Regions from separate parts of the Hordeum vulgare genome. Here region 2 is linked to region 1. The links are chromatin contacts, called in public Hi-C maps. All regions are on one chromosome and are shown on one strand. The core of a region is the stretch at or near the end of the contact, and the rest is flanking DNA. Distances in the headings are between cores, read along the strand shown. Region 1 holds the start of LOC123411638 (peroxidase 1-like). Region 2 has its middle 130 kb from the start of LOC123409238.

What was found. Hi-C and Micro-C count contacts between places; a contact is called where the count stands out from the background.
Region 2: a Hi-C map of seedling shows a contact between it and region 1, with 4 times the contacts expected there. The contact joins the enhancer-like site here to the promoter of LOC123411638 in region 1. A contact is called at or near these places in 3 of 6 Hi-C or Micro-C datasets (leaf and seedling).

What each region holds. Positions count from the first base shown.
Region 1 is chr7H:485,980,342-485,982,988 of MorexV3_pseudomolecules_assembly, reverse strand. It overlaps LOC123411638 (peroxidase 1-like), which reads right to left and starts at 1,357. Exons shown (of 2, transcript XM_045104601.1): 1 at 1,044-1,357. The coding sequence starts at 1,268.
Region 2 is chr7H:486,139,121-486,141,767 of MorexV3_pseudomolecules_assembly, reverse strand. No RefSeq gene overlaps it. Among protein-coding and RNA genes, the nearest start is that of LOC123409238, 130 kb to the left of the region's middle. Within about 2 kb of position 1,332, at least 3 of the 3 cell types and tissues checked have open chromatin away from gene starts, as enhancers often do. A contact at or near this core is called in leaf and seedling, where this site is marked.

The DNA.
Region 1 (2,647 bases), core at 108-2,607:
TGACTTCAAAAGGGCCATTTTGTTACTATCATGTCCAAAGGCTCCTCTTTATTCTCATCCATTTGAGACCAATAATAAAGATGGTTAGCATGTTCTCCGTTCGAAGATGAATAAGGACCTTGGCAATTACATGAGCTATTTAATTTCATGAACAAAGTTTAGACATGACAAAAATGCAGAAAAGATACACGCGTCGTATATATGAAAAACATATGCGGCTAGGTAGCTTAGAGCATCTACAACCAGAACTTGCAAATCTGTTCATTCAAACGTCCGCGGACGTGCCTACTCAGTGCACGTGATTGATGAAAAAAAAAATGAATAAAGAAAGAGAAAAAAATAGTCCAGGATGCGGTCGCGTCTTACATGGCAGCAGGGACGATTCTAGGGGGGACAAGGGGGGCTAGACCCCCCTAACAAATTGATTTTTCTATATAATGGTTGTTATAGCTATTTTTTTTTACTTCGTATGAACTTTGCCCCCTCCATGAACAAACTTGTCCCCCTTATGCTTGCATGTTGGCTTCGTCCCTGCGTGGCAGACTGACCGGACGTACTGGTCAGTCCGGGTGTTTGAGATGGGTGTAAGGGTTTCGGCTGGATTTTTTTTTTGTGGTCGGTCAATGACAGGACGGGTTGTCCGGGTGTTTGAGATATGTTTGAGGGGTTGGACTGTAGACGCTCTTAGCATGAAATTGCAAACTAAGCAAAACTTAATTGGTTAGGTTATTTAATTATGGTAGAACAAGCATCGTAGATTTGACATGACTGCTGCCATACTCTCTGAATTCATTTGAATTTCGACGTAGGTATGATCTGTTAGCTCAATCTTAAGAGATGTCAGTCCAATCTTTCAAACGTGCCAGTAGTAATAATGTGTACGTACATATGTTTATAAGAGATGGGTATGCATGCATGTTGTGAGCGTATGTCTTGAAAAAACGTAGTAGCTCTTGGAGTACAAAAAGCAAAGCAACTAGTATGTGCGACTGCTCCTGATCATGCATGCTACACATGCAACAGGTACGCACGCGCGCACGTACCTCGACGAAGCAGTCGTGGAAGTGGAGGCGGATGAGGCCGGCGGCGACGCCGGAGTTGGTGGCGAAGGCGGCGGTGACGGCCTGCCGGACGATGGCCTCGGCGTTGGGGCAGGTGGTGTTGTAGAACCCGACGCGCAGCTGGGCGCGGCTGTGGACCGGCAGCTGCAGGCACAGCACGGCGGTGAGCAGCACCGCCAGACCGGCCAGGCTGCCGCTGCTCGCCATGGTGGCTAGCTTAGCTTAGCTGAAGTACTTGTCACCCTCACAAGGACGGCACAGTGAGCGTCAACTGCACAGCAGTAATGGGTGCTTAACTCGCCTGGCCTGGGTTGTTTTTATAGAGCTTGGGTTGTCGTTGGTTGGTTTGTTTGACAAGTCATGCAGGTGCAGGTGCAGTGTACGTGTGCTGGCCACGGTAGCAGCAGAGCAAGAGCAGAGGACCCGGCCGGCGACGAGGAGAGGAACAGTAGGATGGCGCTGGTGTTCGCTGGCTGGACCGCCTTCCTTGAATACGCGTGGCCGTGAGTTCCCACCATGGCTGCTAAAGTCAAGGTCGGGAACTGTAGGGACCCTGCTGATTGATTGATCATGTGCCTGCGTCGACTCGACGTGGTGTTGGATTTGGATCGATGCACGCGGAAAAGTAGCCGGCCGGCCGGACGGCTCTTCTCCCTCCCGTGCCAGTCGTGAGGCGACCAAGCCAAACAACAACAGTCACCGTGAGGACACGACGGACATCCGAGGCATCAATCCCTCAAAAAGAAAAGAAAAAAAAGACGTCCGAGGCATCAATCCCTAAAAGAAAAAAGGAGGGGAGGAGATCCATAGTTTCTATGCCGCTCCCGCGAGCGGTCCGGGCGCAACCCTAGCCTCTGCCGCCGCCAACCCACATCTCGCCTCTCCCCTCCCTCGCCGTTGTCGGGAGACGCCGCCAGGCAAAGCCTGTGCGTGCGTCGGTGGCGGCGGGGCTCATCCCTCCTCACAAGGCGTCCGGGCGGCGCGGGACGACCAGCTCTGTGGAGGTGCGCGGCTCCGCAGGACGCGTCGGGTCGGCGGCAGCTTGGGTGGCACCGAAGGTGTGCGGCCGACGCGAACACGGCGAGGCCGGCACGCGCGCGTACGCGGCACGGACGGAGCGAGCTGGAGGCGTTGTGACGCAGCCAATGCGCGCGGATGGCTGGACGGTGCGCGGCCGCCGCGCGGGTGGTGGGGCGGCGCAAGTTGGCGGAGTGGCTGCGGCGCGAGCGGGCAGAGGGGCGGCAGTACGAGGCCGACGGCGTCCTGGATCTGGACGCGACGATGCATCTGGGCCCGGTTGGGCCAGATCTAGGCTCAGCGAGCTTGCTCGTCTTGGGCAGTCGGTGCTTTGCCGCTCCCGGTGAAGGCGGTGGTGCTGCTTTGCCGCTCTCAGAGATGTGGAGGATGGCAGCGCGGCGGCGTTGCAAGTCGTGGCTGGAGCGGGTCGGCTACGACGGTGTGAGGTGCGGTGTGATTTTTGCTAGCCGTGTGTGATTGGTGGTTGGCGGAGGCAGGCTCTCTGGTGCATCAGGGATTCTTGCAAGGGACGTCGGCGGGCTGCGATGGCAATGGGTTTGGTGAGCTCC
Region 2 (2,647 bases), core at 83-2,582, 160 kb before region 1:
AAGATGCAAGGTGTGTGCCATACCCCTAACCCATGTGCATATGCCGCACTAGACGCTCCCGCAGATGCTGCAGCGCCAAGGCAAGCTCCACTTCCACTTGCAGTCGGGGCGCCTCCCTCCCACGCCGAGCAGGGCCGCCCCTACAACACCACGACGTCCCTAAGCTCTGATTGCAGCAGCAATAGTTGCCATTTCTCAAGCACCTGTGTCAAAGAGGAGGCAAAGGCGGGTCAGCTTCGTCCAGCGTCGAGGAGGCCGAGGGCGACGCGGCGAGCGAAGACTCGTGAGGTCAGCTTGGCGAGCGGGGTGAGGTGCGGCGGCGGCGGCGAGCGGGATGAGGTGTGGCGGCGGCGGCGGCGAGGGAAATGCTCATGGTAGGGTTCGCTCTGGCTCGGGTGCGGGTCGGGGCATCGCGAAGCGTTTTTCTTTTTACTAAACGTTTCTTCAGATCCACTTACGTAGGGACCGCGGGTTCAATTATCGAAAACCACATGAAGCTTTTTGCAAAAACACCAACGACGTACGGCAGAAGCAATAGCTACTTTATTATTAGAGAAAGATAGGGAAAGATATATATTATATAATACTCCCTCCGTTTCAAAATAAATGATTTAAAAATGACTTAACTTTGTACTAAAGTTAATGCAAAATGGAGTCAATTTTGAATCACTTATTTTAAGACGGAAGAAGTAATATATATTAGGGAGAGAAAAAATAGAAAAAATAGAGATAGAGATATAGTCACACGGATGTGTAAGAGTTAACGGCGACATGTTAACGCATGGAGCTGACTATTCAAGCCACCAATCCAATCATGAGAAAAATTGTTGGGTTGGATCGATGTCAGCTAAACTGGTGCTGCGTCGTTGCGTGCGTCCTGCGCTCATCTAGTCATATTCTCCACAATTTCCCGAACAGATCCGGAGATCCGCTCCTACTTTTTGACAAATCGATCGACGAACCCTGCTTGGAATATTTGAGCAGTCTAGCTTTAGCTGAAGAGAGGATCGATATGAAACCTACCTAGACACGTGATATCTATCAAGGCTAGCCGCCGTGATTACTTTGGCCACCGTACTTTCCCTTCAGTATCAATCCCGCGTCAGTTCGACCACAGGGGATGGGATATTTATATTCGGATCACTATGGAATAGTAGCAGATGCCGTTCAGAGCCCGGCCGAACCATTTATGGCAATTTTGAATGACTGCAGACGAGTTAGTATTTACGTACTTATTTCTAGATCTGTATGATAACGAGCAAGTTGGCAATAGCCAATAATGGAGCACTGCCGACGCAGGCGCATAGTGCCGGTGATGTGTCGGGGCATCCATGCTCTAACCAGATCTAGCCCATGCATAGACCTCTTTCAAAACATGGATACTTAAACAAAGTGCTAAAAGCAATTTCAACACGGCGATCCATTTCGTCCGTCGCCGTTCGTTTCGGTCTGTATGGACAGAAAAAACGGTCCAACGCGTTGATTCAAACGGACACGCGGTCGCTTTTCGTCCGCCTGTCGACCCACTTCCGGCTCAATTTTAAGCCTGATTTGAGATGGCACAGGCATAAAGCGGACGCGGACAACCCACACTTTCTTCATTCCCTAGCCCGCCACTCGATGGCACATTGGCCGTTTTTGTTAGAAATATGCCCTAAAGACAATAATAAAATAGTTATTATTCTATTTTCTTGTTCAAAATAATCGTTTATTATCCATGCTAAAATTGTATTGATTGGAAAAAAAATACATGTGTGGATACATAGATAACACACTATCCCTAATAAGTCTTTAATGGACTAGCTCGTTGATCAAAGATGATCAAGGTTTCCTGACCATATACATGGTTTGTTATTTGATAACGGGACCTAATCATTAGGAGAATGATGTGATGGACAAGACCCAAACCATAAACGTAGCATATGATCGTGTGAGTTTACTTCTACTGTTTTCTGCATGTCAAGTATTTGTTTCTATGACCATGAGATCATGCAACTCCTGGACACCGGAAGAATGTCTTGTGTGTATCAAACGCCGCAACATAACTAGGTGACTATAAAGGTGCTCTCACTAGTAGAAAACAGGGCTATCGTTCGGCCCTGGCCAGCCCATTGGTCCCGGTTCTTCAAGAACCGGGACCAATGGGGGGTATTAGACCCGGTTCGTGAGCTCAGGGGGCCGGCTGAGGCCTCGTGGGCATTGGTCCCGGTTCGTGTAGAACCATTTGTCCTGGTTCGAGCCACGAACCGGGATCAATGGTCCTCGCTGCTGGCCCACAACCATTGGTCCCGGTTCGTGGCATGAACCGGGACAGAAGGGGTGGCTTTAGTCCCGGTTCATGTCACGAACCGGGACAAATAACTTGCCTATATATACCCACCGCCGCGGCAGAGCACTCCATAGTGCTCTGTTTTTTCAATCCGGCGAGATTTCTAGTTCACCTCCTATGCACATGAGGTGTTCGATGAAATGCCCGAGCCATACTAGTTAAGCTTTCTCCTCTCGAAGCTCGACCTAGGAGCCCCATTTTTTTTTGAGATTTGTCTAGATTTAGGGGTCCGTCACGCCCCGTCCCCGTTTTCACCGCCGTTGATCGCCCCGCGCCGATCTCGTCGCCGGCACCATCGTGGTGAGCCTCTTATTCTTA